2 separate regions of the Rattus norvegicus genome follow, and region 2 is linked to region 1. Evidence: chromatin contacts called from public Hi-C data. All regions are on one chromosome and are shown on one strand. Each heading gives the region's core, a stretch centred on a gene start, on an enhancer-like site or on the middle of the called end of the contact. The rest is flanking DNA. Distances are from core to core; before and after follow the strand shown.

Evidence for each region. A called contact is a pair of places that touch in the nucleus more often than the background predicts.
Region 2: a contact with region 1 is called in a Hi-C map of Schwann cells, with 5 times the contacts expected there. The contact joins the promoter of Rbms3 here to the enhancer-like site in region 1.

Annotation. Positions count from the first base shown.
Region 1 is chr8:125,499,050-125,506,104 of GRCr8, reverse strand. All of the region lies in intron 4 of Rbms3 (RNA binding motif, single stranded interacting protein 3), which reads left to right. Among named protein-coding and RNA genes, the nearest start is that of Rbms3, 370 kb to the left of the region's middle. Within about 2 kb of position 2,749, at least 2 of the 93 cell types and tissues checked have an H3K27ac peak or open chromatin away from gene starts, as enhancers often do. A contact at or near this core is called in Schwann cells, where this site is marked.
Region 2 is chr8:125,865,225-125,872,279 of GRCr8, reverse strand. It overlaps Rbms3 (RNA binding motif, single stranded interacting protein 3), which reads left to right and starts at 3,318. Exons shown (of 15, transcript NM_001401889.1): 1 at 3,318-4,093. The coding sequence starts at 4,019. It overlaps LOC102550774 (a long non-coding RNA gene), which reads right to left and starts at 3,088. Exons shown (of 4, transcript XR_356664.5): 1 at 2,952-3,088.

The DNA of each region.
Region 1 (7,055 bases), core at 1,500-3,999:
TGCTCTTTACTGGGGAGGTCTCTGATAAGCTACTTAAAACCCTTGAGGTGGCATTTCCTCACCTGTAAAATTGGGATAAGTGTTTGAACATCACATCACTGTTCTGAGGGTTATAGGCATGGACTAGAAACTTTTACCACAGGACCTGCCAAAGATTGGGAGCAGGGAGATGATTCAGTGGGTGAAGGCGCTTACTGCCAAACCCACCTACCCGAGTTCAGTCCCTGGGATCCACAGGGTAGAAGGAAATCGACTCCTGCAAGGTATTCTCTGCCCTTCAAAACGCTTTTCTTAGAATAGTGCCATGTAAGTGCACACACACACACACACACACACACACACACACACACACACCAAAATATCCGTACACAAATGATTGCCGACATCTCTGAAACTTAACTAGCCAACACCAGATATCACCACTGTCATTGTGGATATCATTGTGTACTTCTGACTGAAGCATTCTACCAAAAGCAAGGGGAGGATGTGTGGCTCTGGGTTCAAGGTAATAATGGTCTTTGTATTTAAACTGTAGTTAACACAGTCACCTCCTCATGCCAATACCATGTCCACTGTGATATCAGTCAGTAGAATGAGGGACATTTCCCACATCAAAACCTCCAGCTGTCTCTCAACCACTAACACCATAGACTTTATAACATCATCCCTTGTCTCTCTTTTGTCTTTCCTGATCGACCAGGGGTCTTGGCCATGATGTCATTTTTAGGAAAAGCACATATTTTTCATAAAACGAAAACTTTCCTCTTTATCCCCAACATCTGCTTCCTCGGGCCCCCTTTTTCTACATCTCTGTAAACTTGGCCATGCCTAAATCTATTTATCGTATAAGTGAATACGATTTTCTGCTTAAGGTCTCAAAACAAAGTGAGGGATTCTGTGCCTCCTGAGTGTGACTCAGTTTACAGGGACCACAGAACTAGTGCCTCTGCTGTACCCCCTTTGTGACTGTAGACACAAGGTTGAAAGGAGGAGTGGGACAGGTCTCCGAGTCCTACCACAGAGGTACTTATGGTACAGAGATGTGATTACTGCACTGTTCACAATAGCTAAGTCCCAGAACCAGCCTACGTGTCACCACATGGATGAATGGATAAGAAAAAATGTGCTGCCTAAACTTGATAGTTTGATATTTACATGCAAAAAGAGAAAGAGAAAGCCTGACATTTACAAAAATGTGAGTAAAACTGAAACTTAATATATTCAGTGAAGTAACCCAGACCCAGAAAGACAAATATCATAGTTTCTCTAATTTATAAGTCCAATTTAATTTTTATATGTTTGCATATGTCTTTATGGGAGGGAAAGTATAGGTAATGAAACGTTCTAGAAAGGGAACCATGGACAGGGAAAAGAAGGTGTGTGTGTGTGTGTGTGTGTGTGTGTGTGTGTGTGTGTGAATGTGCAGCCATGGGCATGTGTGTATGTGTATGTGTGCATGTGTGTATGCCTGTGTGTGCACATGTGTCTTTACATCGAAATTATATGCATATATGCATGTGTATGTGTAAATAAATTATACGTATATGTGTGTATGTATAGATTATACACACATGCATGTATATGCATGTATGCATAACTAATTTTTATATATGCATATACATGTATGTATATAAATTACACACACACACACACACACACACACATACACACACACATATGTCTGTCTGCCTGTCAGTGCCTGGAGATTCCAGAAGAGAGATTTGGATTTCCTGGAGCTCAAGTTACAGGTGGTTGTGAATCACCCAGGGTGACAGTGGGAACCAAATTCGGATCCTCTGGAAGGACAAGTCCTCCTAACTGCGGAGCCAACTATCCCCAAAGTAGAAGTTTTGAGGGACAGAGTACTTGTAAAATGATGACAGAAGAACTAGCTGGGAAAGGAAGAGGTGGGGGGCAGGGGAGACCAGGGACGAGAGCAGAGGAAGACGTCAACAACAACAAAGACATCGTGAAAGATGTGAGGACATCACAAACAGCAGTGTGCCTGACTCCTCATTTACAAAATCAAGGTGTCCTGGAACTCAGGAAGACAGTCTGGGTGTGACTCAATCCTGCTGATTTTCAGGAGAAACTTAAGAGCCATGGATGAGACAGGCTGGTGTGCGCATATGTATGCTCTGCAGGTCTTAACACTCTCAACACTTCACTTTGTTTTTGTTTTTTTGTTGTTCTTTTTTTTTTTCGGAGCTGGGGACTGAACCCAGGGCCTTGTGCTTCCTAGGCAAGCGCTCTAACACTGAGCTAAATCCCCAACCCCCACTTTGTTTTTATTATGTTTTATTTATTTTTGTTTGTCCTGGGGTGGGCATATACATGCCATGACACATTCGTGGTCATCAGAGGACAATTGGCAGGAGTCAGTCCTCTCCTTCTATCACATGGCTTGCAGGTATCAAACCCTGGTCATCACATTTGGTGGCAAGTCCCTCACTGAGCCATCTCAAGGGCCCCTTGCCACCTATTTCCATGCAATTACTAGCCACAAATGCCTGGCCCTGCCAAGAGTCAGCCTTAGACCAGAGGCTTTGCCTGTGAATGAAGTCATGGTTGCTCTTTATAGCTTTTGTATTTTCTCCCTTAATGTCTTGATCTTCGAAATAGGAGGAACAGCATCTGTGGTTGTTTTGCCTCAAAAAAAAAAAAAAAATCAAGGCTCATGGCTCATGTAAAGATGAATGAGGTCATTTGGTTAAGTGTGTCTTGCTGGGTGGAGGAGGGATGGCCTGTGAATACTAAGTAGCTCGTGAGCCATGCGTGCTTTCATGGAGACAGAGCTGGGTCATTTAACTCCCCCCTCTGCAGGGAGTTTTACAGGAAGGAGCCAGGGAGAAAGAAAGACATTGAAAACATTTCTTCATGCCCGGCTCCTGTGGTGACCTGTGGCGTAGCTACGGGGTTTCCGAGAGGCCATCTGCAAGAGATTGTGGGCTCCCATACGTAATGTCAGCTGAAGACAACGTCTTCAGGATGTGAGAGTGAGTTTGTTTGTGGGGTGAACAGATGTGGAGTGGAGATGGGGTGAGACAAGCCGCCGAGGCTCTAGTGAATGATCCCTGTCATGCTGGAGTCAGTAGTTTAATCAGGGGGCTGTCCGCTCTTAGCTATGCCACCGGGGCTGGACTGGTTAATCATAACCCGGCATCTCACCGTGTCACCCGGTCACAATCCATTTTTCTCAGACACTCTTGGTCAGTGAAAGAGTCAGGAAACCAATCTTCCCGCATTCTATGCGTCTCTCCCTGGGGCATCAGCCCCAGTGGTTAGAATATGTGATCTGAATGCAGCCTTCTGTATGAAAGCTCTTACATTCATTTGTCTTCTCACTGCGGTGGCGAACTGTCTGACAAAGGCCGCCTAAGGAGGCTAGACCTGGTTTATTTTGCTGACACTTCAAGGGTACAGTCCATCTTGTCAGTCAAGAGCAGGAGCTCCAGACAGTTGGGGAGCAGAGAGAGAGAGATGGATGCCGCTTCTCAGCTCACTTCCTAAGCCCCGAGGCCATGGGATGGTGAAGCATCACTTAGGGACAGTCTCCCCGCCTCAGTTAACAGAGACTAGATAGCTTCCCCAGAAACTTACTCAAGTCTGTCTTCTGTGTGATGCTACATCGTGTCCAGCTGGTAGAATTGACCATCCCCATCATTATGAGCAAAGGTTGAGCATGGAGTTTCTGACTGAACGTGGGGTATAGTCCCTTGCGGAGACAGCAGCCTCGTCGCTGCAAGGGATGCTGGGAAATGTAGCCAGAATTGGCCCGTAGTCCTTGCAAGGATGGCAATATCTTTTGGCTATTTCCATTTCATTAACTCAGTGGCAAGAGGGAAGGCCAAGAAGTAAAAGGTAAATCATTTTCCTTCCTCCATGCCCTTTAACAGTCCGGGCTGCTAAAACTTTTCCTTGGGCGTAGCGCGTCTCCAACAGACACTGGGGTCTGAGGTCTGCGTGGGAGACCGAGTTCTGGCCCTTCCTTCTCTACCATCTTTCTAGAATCTTCTTTGTGCTGGCTTTATTTATGACTTCTGAGAGCAATTGGCTGCCGTTGGTTAGTCTGGTGTATGTTGAAGAAAACACTAAAATCAGATATGTAAAATAGTGGATTATAATATTAGAACGGTGCTATAATTGTTTTTATCGCTATCGTTATATTTAGTCCCATTTCTGCTGCAGCTTAGCATGTCTGTTTTAGATCAGTATCTTTGGGATTTCAGGCAGATCGCTTAATTTTAGAACATAGAATTTCAACATATCCTTTATCTTTCTAAATTGTCCACTTAGCAGTATGTAATCTGCTTAAAGTACGCCATTGCTACGGGCTCTAATATTCAGAATTTAATCCTTTTTTTTTTTGTCCTTTGACCATCTTTCCCCTCATTTCTTTCAAACCTATCTTATGGCACCCTGAAACTGATCTAAGACCTTGACTACAGTGTCACTGCTGGCCAGTGCACCTTGCAGGCTCCGGGGAGGGTTGGATTCCCACATTCGCCTTACACTCCAGGCGTCTGCGCGCTCAGTATTTGCATAGTCAATGTTATCAGAGAGGATGCTGTGAGGCCATCGGAGCCTGGGAGCCTGCACAGCCAGCTTGGTGAACTCATCCTCAGCATGCACTTCCTGTCAGAGTGTGGTGCTCATTCCCTGTCTGCCGCCTCAGTTTTTACGCACATGTCTCAGGTTTGGTTGTTGTTTTTGTCTTGTTTTTGTTTTTGTTTAGTAATTTCAGCTGAGTGGTCTGAATCCGTTTTTGTAATAACACGTATTCTTAGAGAAATTTTCTGTACTTAAGAGTATCGCGAGCTGGAGAGGCTCCTCATTGACTGATACTGGGTACCGCTCTTGCAGAGGACCCAAGTTTGACTCCATCTTGGGCAGCTTACAACTACCTGTACTCCAGCTCCAGGGAACTCAACACTCTCTCCTGGCCTCTCTGAGCAGCTGTACTCACATACAGATGATCTCGTAGATGCATGTATGGATGTAAATGAAAATAATACAATAATTTTGGAATTTTTTTGAGAAACAGCTCAGTGTTCGCTTATGTATTTAGAAAACTAGTGTTTTCAGCGGGGCTACTGCTTAGTGCTGGAAATTAGTGCCTATTTCTACGTGCTAGAAAGGGTCAGAGGCATTCTGATTAACTCACACTTTTGGGAAAATACATATTCCTTTAGATATACAAACTCAGCCAATTTCAAGTGTATGTTGTAGCAACAACTCAGATTTTTGCAGCCTAAAAACTGAACATGAAAACATTAGGGTTTTATGTATGTCTAAAGAGACCAAAAGTTAGTGATGGGAGCCAAGCTGTCAACCAAAATGTAAACACGCTAAACCCCAGAGCCATGAGAAAGTTGGGATGGAATGCTGGAACACTCACACTCCAAAGTCCCTGTAGCACTAGCATGTCTCTGTCCAAACTATTATCATCTCATTATATCCATGGGCTTGTCCTCTCTTTGAAAGCTGTCCCATGAATATTTCCTCTCAATGAGAACCCGGGGAAGAGAGAGAAACAGCTAAGAGAGTTAATGAGGAGAGGTTGGTGTCCCACCAGCAGATTTATCTTAGAAAGCATCCACTACTGAGGCTTCAACTTCACGTTCTACTGTGAGTGTTGGTAACAGCAAATGTACACCTTCCCTGATGTCTTTTCCTCAGTCTCTGAATCTGACAGGTCTGGTGTATTTCTAAGGTTTAGGAGTCAGTGCCTGCAACCAGAAGCTTCGGTTTGTTGGACGCAGCTCCATGACATAAAAGCTGGACTTCCTTTAACAACCAAATTCAGCTCACAGAGTAGATACACACACACGAGGTGTATAGAATCCCCTCTGTGAGATACAGTGGAATAACTAATAGCAAGTTCTAATTTTAAACCATCTCGGTGATCATATCACATGAGCAGAAGAGGCTGAATGCCGATTTTCACCTATGTGAGTATACAAATCACCAACAGCTCCTACAGCCTGTGTAACCATAGTCTAACAATCGTTCATTGCTTGCTTATTGAAAACTTCACCTCTGAATGATCAGTGTTGCCATCTTGGGGTGAACTACACATAAGGAAAGAAGAATTCTCTATAGCTTTGGTTAGTCGAGTAGTCATGGTTATGTTTTATGGCTATTAATGAATGCTGTTTCCTATTTTGCCATATTTTGATGACATTTTCCAAAGAGAAATTATTTTCTTTTTGGAACCTAGAATAACATACAGCATTGATCCAGGGGCCAGGGACCCACCAGGGCAGTTTGAATAGAAGTGTGCATTCCAGTGTGGTCAGCAAAACATAGTCAGACCTGTGACTTTGCTCACACCACAGCTTCTGTGTGAATCTCTTCATAGTGTCTGTGACATCAACAGTTCATTTTCTGTTTGTTTTGTGAATGTATGTGTACACATGTGCATGCACATGTGTGTGTGCATGTGCACATGGGAAACTAGAGAGCAACCCCGGCCATTTTTCCTCAGATGCTGTCTCTCTTGTCTTTTTGAGGCAGGAACTCTCACTACCCTGGAACTAAGTAGCCTGCTGTGGCTGGCCAGGAGACCTAGGGGTCCTCCTGGGTGTGGATCCCTAGATCTGGGATTACAAACATGTACCACTCTGGCTGGCTTTCATCTGTGGATTTTGGAGAGCAAACTCAGGTCTTCATGATTACACAGCATGAGTTGTTTTACCAACTGGCTGTCTTCCTAGCCTCTCTGTAGTTCATTCTTAAAGTTATATTTCATGTAAAAAAAAGTGTCGTGCTTTTGATAAGAGTGAGTTCCCCACAGGAAGAACAGCACCCGTCAGCTTAGAGCTGTGCTCTTGGAACCTGGAGCTGTGATGCCGGAGAAGGAGTCCCAGGAATAGTTTTAGTGAATGAGTTATTGGTTGAATGAATGAATGAATGAATGAATGAGTGAATAATCTGTTTTATTGTAGCTTCAATCTCCTGATTTGAAAGAAACATTAAAGCAAAAAAAAACGTTGAAATTGCTTACTACAAAATTCTGCACTTGGAGTGTTGTGCAAATGACGTCTGTGACAATG
Region 2 (7,055 bases), core at 2,069-4,568, 370 kb before region 1:
CACAAACATGCCTAGAGGTTTATAATCTCCTAAGTGATTCTAGGTCCTGTCAAGTTGACACTATTAATCATCCCCTCAAACCTAGGGTGACTTAGCTGGAAATCTCCCCTCCACCCCTGTCTTGAGATCTTTGTCCCTTGATGGCTTCATGGTAGCCTCTGGGCTGCGGTAAAGCACACTCTTGAGATACAGAAAGCTTCCTGTGTCTGCTGACTCCTCTAGTTGGCTTGCTTCCGCCCCACCCTCAGGATTCAGGCTGGCATCTAGTGGAACATGTATGGCGTGTTCAAGGTATCCCCGGATTCTTCAGGCATTTATCTTAACTGATCCTCAGGAACTACAGGAGGTGGAGAGCAACATCTGAAGAATGGGGAATGAGGCACGTGGAGTCTGCCCAGGAGGTAGGCAGGAACAGGGTCTCCAGCCAAGGCTTTGAGCACTAAACACTCCAGTAGCACCAGAACCCAGCACTGGGTTCATACCTCAAGGCTCCTTTTAGGAGAGCAATTTTTTTTCTTTTTTTTTTTTTTTTCGGAGCTGAGAACCAAACCCAGGGCCTTGCGCTTACTAGGCAAGCGCTCTACCACTGAGCTAAATCCCCAACCCCAGGAGAGCAATTCCTTAGAGATGCTTTTTAAGCTAAACCCCAACGCCCATGTCTCCCTTTGCTATACGTTTCCTCACAACACCAAGCAACTCCTGGCCTCTGACCTCACATATTTATTCTCTGGTGTATACCCCTCACTGGGTTTTCTGCTGTGAAAGAAGAACCAGGTCTTGACCTCTGCGTCTCTGTACTCCCTGTACCCGGGTCAATAGGCCATGATAAAGAGTGAAATAGATGGACTATAGTTACATGGCTTAGTGGTTAATGGTGACTGTCATCATGGCTGACCCTCTGAGTTCAATCTCAGCAAAAGACCTTACCCATTAGAGCAGAGACAACCAACTAACTCTCTCAGAGCCTGTATCCTGACCTCTACACACATACGTACGTGCAACATACAATAAATACGCGTGACTTTTCAGATGGCTTTCAAAAGAATGGAAATGCTCCAACACTCGCCATGAGCTGAGGGGCAATTGTTTGTTAGGTTCAGAATGTTTTGTTCTTCAAGCGTGTTCCAAACATGTGTCTGGCGCCATGCTAGTTCTTAGGGCTATAGGGGATGTGGCTCGCCCTTCTGAGTTTAGAATGCATCCCTGTGAGTCTTCTCTCAGGGAAAACCAACTACACCTTGGGAAGCCAGGGTTTAAGGAAAGCTGCTTCAATAGGCATGCTGACAGAGAAAACCAGGTGTGAGCTCGGTGATCACATTACCAACATGACCTCAGCTCAGTGCGACTCAGAGCTGGACCATGAAGTGTGAAGAGTGGAATTTATAATCAGATTCCGAGCAGAAAGGACCAGTGAGATTCCTAGAGTCTTGACAAGCTCTCAAGCTCTCTGGGCTTCACTGAGCAGGGAGATGTGGCCAGAAGACTTTGCGATTAGTTTCGATTTTGTGCCTGGTTCTGTTGCTGTCCTTTGACCATTTTGTGGATGGGATAACTGAGGTCCAGAATTTCCCCTTTAGAGCACGGGTGAGACTGGCTTGATTTGCTTCAAAGACACTGCCCTCAGGTTTCCCACGCCTACCCTCCAACTCAAGTTCCCATTCTTGTCACCAAGAGATAGCTGTGTTAGTAGAGTGCTTGCTAGCATGGGCAGGGCCCTGGGTTAAACAGCCAGTGCCCACGGGAACCTGGGACATTAATTCATGCCTGTGAGCCCAGTACTGGGGGAATCAAAGGCAGGAGGATCAGAAGTCAAAGTCATCCTGTTTTATACAAGTTCAAGAGCAGCTTGGGGTATCTGAGAGCCTGCTGTCTTTTAAAAAAGAAAACAGAGACAGACAGACAGACAGACAGACAGACACACACACACAGAGGGAGAGAGAGAGAGAGAGAGAGAGAGAGAGAGAGAGAGAGAGAGAGAGAATAGGCATAAAACCCGATTTCCCTGTGTCCTTGTCTTTCTGTTGGTAGACAGATTTCAGAACTCAGCTTCCTGGAGCCCAGGAACCCAGGCTGTTACCCCATGAGGGGCAGGACTTACTCAGAGGTGGCATCCTGCATATTGCATTTCAATTCTCCCTCCCTCCGTGTGAGGAAACTGCCTTTGTACCTGGAGTCTTTTATCTGAAAGGACGGCTGGAGTGTTCAGCAGACTTGGGGGAGTGGAGAGGCACAGAGGCTGGCTGCCCACGCTCCGGGCATGCGTGAGCACTCCCAGCAAAGCACAGCTGGCACAGCTAATTTTAGCCTTGCCGCCGCCTTGCAGAGAAACCCTTTAAGGAAATGTATCTTCTCTGAAACAATCTGTATTATAATGTAGCAGCTGATCGACATGTCAGAATATTATTACTGGGGGTGGGGGGGATTCTGACAAGTAATTATGAGTTTTTGTTCAATTTTTTTTGCAATACTTACAAAGCCACGAAAGGAGAGAGAGAGAGAGAGAGAGAGAGAGAGAGAGAGAGAGAGAGAGAGAGAGATTTTATTCTCCAATAAGCAAATAAAAGTAAGGATCACTTTTATTTTATTTTTAAGAGATGGATAAGGCCACAAAACAATTATTTGTGATAGTTAAGTCAACCCCCTTGTACCCAGAGGTACCCAGCTGAGAATCCCCACTTTTCCACTTTTTCTCCTCTTTTGAGCATCCTCCAGAGCATCCCTGGTTTCATCTTCAGGTTCTGGGTTCATCTGGCTTTTAATGTGTTAACAGATTTTGGAAAAACCTTGACTACAATTTTCTCCCCACTTAACTAGAAAGGTTGGCATGGATGTGTACACACACACACACACACACACACACACACACACACACACACACACACACACTTCTCCTTTCCCCATGCTCCCCTCGCAGGGCAGGGTCTGTTTTGTTCAGCAATGCCATGCCTCACCTCTGGGAACTTGGCGATTGGAGAGGAGAAGGCAGCTTCGGAGCTTGAGAGCTCGGTCTGAGCGGGGCAGGGAGGGCTGGGCCATGCCCCACCCAGGCACTTCGCGGACAGGCTGGGGTTCGGTTCCACCCGCGGCTCGGCTGCAGACTCTGCTCACTGTGCTTTTCCAGATAGCTAGTGGAGAGGTGGCAGCCTCTTTCCTTCCTCCCTTTCCATTTTCTTCTTTTTCTTTTTCTTCTTCTTTTTTTTCCCCTTGGAGGAAATACCGCAGCCTCTGGACTGCGTGCCGGGCTCCCTGGAGAGACTCTCAGTTCCACCCACTGGCTGGAAGGAGGGGAAGTGAGTGAGAGAGGGGCAAGGCCAGCCGGAACACACCATGTCACTCTGGGAACCAGACAGCAGCAACTAAGCCTGCACGGGTTTCTTTTTCTTTTCTTTATTTTTTTCTTTTTCTTTTTCTTCTTTTCCCAGTTTTTTCCTTTCCTTTCTTTTTCTGTTTGCCCATTGTTTCTTTTCTTTTCTTTTTATTAAAATTTATTTTTTTTCCGTGGTGGGAAAGAGACACGGGAGAGACGGAGAGCTGTAACTGCAAGGATTCCGAGTTGTGCTAAAGGATTTTTTTTTTCTCTTTTTTTTCTCCTCCTTCGCCTTCACAAGCGCCTGCGATTGACACCACTAGAGACAGGCTGGTTACAGAGCAAACTGCTTCATCCGGACTGGACCGGGCAGCTGGGAGGAACCAGGCAGGCAAAAACTGGGGAAGCAGTCTGGGGGTTTCGCTACGGATCTCAACCCCCATCTCTTTGGGGTATTTTTGGTTTTTGTTTTCTTTTTCTCTTTTCTTTTGGTTCTTTTGTTTTGCTTTGCTTTGGGTTTTTTTTTTTTTTTTTTTTTTGGTTGTTTTAAATTCCTCACGGTGTTGGAACTAGTGAGTGCTGGAGTCTCAGAGCCTCGGCAGTCACCCGGACTGCCGGGGACAGTGGATTAAGAGAAAGAAGCTCGCCTGCCTGGAGGCTCATATACCCTGTTACTCAGTTTCCTGCCTCGGAGATAAAGATCCCAGCTACATGGGCAAACGCCTGGATCAGCCACAAATGTACCCCCAGTACACGTACTACTATCCTCAGTACCTCCAAACCAAGGTATGGCTGGACCCGCGGGTTTCAGAAGACAGCGTGGTGCCTGGCGCTCCTCCGGAGCGAGCATGGCAAACGGACCCTTCCCTCACCCTCGCCCCCATCCCCTCGGCCGACCTCTTTCAAATTACTAACAGTAGGAATGGAGTTAACAAGCCAGAGGAAGAAGAGAGAGGAAGCCCCGGAGTGTAGCTTTCTCTTTAAAGACGGGGACTTTCAATGGAGTGTTCTTTTGTTATTTAGCCGCAGATATGCTGTTGAGATGGTTGAAGTCTTTTGCAGGTGAGCAGGGATTTTTTAGAAAGGGGGTCCCAGCAGACGTTCTCAGGGACAAGAATATTGTTTCAGGAGCTTTTCTAGTGAGCTGTTCTTTGTGTGTGAATCTCAAAGATTGGGGTAACACCCCTCCCTTCCTTTCCCCCTTCCTTGCAGAAAACACTCTGGGGTGGGGGCCACTTAAACTTTTCACGGCTTAGTGCAGTAGGAAAGAAGATCACCAGGAGGTTCCAGGGCACCCAGGAAAGTCTTTTCGGAGTTTGTTGAGCATGTTGTTTTGTTTGGACTGTCTTTATTTTGTGTGAAGGATGACGGAGATGCTCCAGGGGCTAAAAGAACTGGAAGCTTAGCACCCACGGTTTTTACTTTTAGACTGGCCCCCACCCCCCACCCTGTCAGTTACTACTAGGAAGTCTGGGTCTGAAAAAAAAAAAGGCTTGGAATGTAACTGATAATAATTGGACTTGAATTGGTTAAAGACTTTGGGCTTTGTATGAGCATGTGCTTAAGTGATCATTAGGGGCCCCAGAGGCAAACCCACAAAACTGAGCAGGGGGCAGTGCCGACCCTGAACTTTTATCCTGCAGTTAAATCATGAAGGAGGTGAGGTGAGGGCTCCATGCTCCAATCTGTCAATTCGATTGGACTCGATTGGAGGGGGGAGTACCATATCGGATACTCGGATTTCGTCATGAATTAACCTAACCCCTCCATCTTCTCAGTAACTCCACATGCGAAAGCAAGGAGGGCACGGTTGAGCAGTGTGTGCTGTCACTGGGTTCCCTGGCACGATCAGGGGTTGGTGATTCACGCTGAGGTTACCTCCCATTTACTCTGTCTCGTCAGACAATGCCCATTTGAGGACCAAACTGGACAACAGCCTCTTGGGATTGCATTAAAGGCTGGTGCTCCTTTTTTTTTTTCCTTTTCCCCCCATTTTTCCATCACTCTATGCTATGCCCTACCCCTCCAAGGTCGGCTCACTTTGCTGTCTGCCTTTGTGCCCAGTTAGTTTGGGCTGCCACTGCTTAAATAGACTAGCCCTCCTGCCTGGTGCCCTAAGTATTAACTCTTTGGGCAACTTGGTACAGAATGCTGCCTACTACTTTAAAGAAAAGGTCAAAGTTTAAAATAGGAGAAGGATATCCACGGTCATTTTTTTTTTCTCCGCAAAGAGACAAAAGCAATAAGCTTCAGGGTTGGCCGAAAAATATCAAACATTCCAAACCTTTTACTCATTTGGCTAAATTTTTCCAAATGTTTCCCCAAATTGTGCTTCGTGCTGGTTCTGGTTTCCTAGTGCCATGCACAACCACAGGAGAAACTTTTGATTGAAGTTGGAGTGAAATAGTTGGGGTTTCTGTTTTGTTTTTCTCCTGGGTTGCTTTTAATGTAGTATTACTAACAGGGAATGATGAATGCTGGGTTGAGTTAAAGATACAGGGTGCTGGGTGAGCCACGGTGGGAAAGGGAGGGAGTGAAGAAAAAGAGGGAGGTAGGGAGGGAGAGACAGAGACAGAGACAGAGACAGAGACAGAGACAGAGACAGAGACAGAGACAACAGAGACAGAAAGGGTAGTGGGGAAAGAGCTCAATGGTGATTTGAAGTGTTTTGCCTGAAGAAAACTGAGAGGTTTCTCAAGTCTGTTTGGGGTCCTGTGTGGCATTAGTGCCCCACAGACCCTGACAGCGTCTCGTCTCTGGGTTTTATTACTTGGGAGCAGCCAAAGACGTCAGCATCTGCAACATTATTAAGAAGTTAGCTCAGTTAGGCATCCTAAGCTGATATTTGAGTAATCAGATCAGAGCCAGAAAGGAACATAAAATCAGCTTCCTGGGCTTTCATGGTAGCTCATCTTGACGGTTATGTTGTGGAGTTTCAGCGTGGCAGCCTAGTTGACACGGATTGTCTTGGTGCCTCTGGAATGACAGACATTGGTGACATCCCGAGAAAGTAGAGATGTGAAAGGTTAGGTTCTGAGGAAGTATGAGTGTGTTGTTCTATCTGAGCAGGTGGGGACTTTCTGACAGACTTAATCTGATACAAGAAAGCCTTGTCGGAAGCATGGAGGGCAGTAGAGTACAGTTTCCACAGGACCTTTGCTCCTCTCATACCTACCTGTCTCAGAACAGTATTCATGATCAGTTAACAGGGAGGGTGCTACACTTCTATTTATTTGATGAGCCTAGATAAAATTCATGGAACCCACTGTTCCAGCATTGACACCTAGTTGCAACTTAAGGTTATCGTCACAGCCAATGGGAACCATGTTCACAAATAAAGAATACTTATATTTGATAGAAATAGAATCCTACGCTTGATCAAAGTCACATCCCGGGGATAGCAGACCTTCAAGGGTTGTTTAAAGTCAAGTGTCTTTCCTTCCTAATACATAAGAGGTCTTGTGTGGGTTGGGCAGGAGGGGTGGGATTTTCTCGGAATATTTAAAGAATCAAAAACAGTGTTTAGCATCATTTTCATAAAACCCAAAGCAAACACAAAGAACCCCCGGGGCCCCTGCTTTGAATTTAAATAGTAAAATGTTGGACACAAGTTCTAGTTGCCTGTGTGAAAACAACATGAAATTAGTATCCTCAAAATCGAGGCCTTCCACTTCCTCAAATGCACACTGTAGTTTGGGGATGCGATATTTTCCCACTTCTTTCTTGTTGTTTCCCAATACGGGAGAGC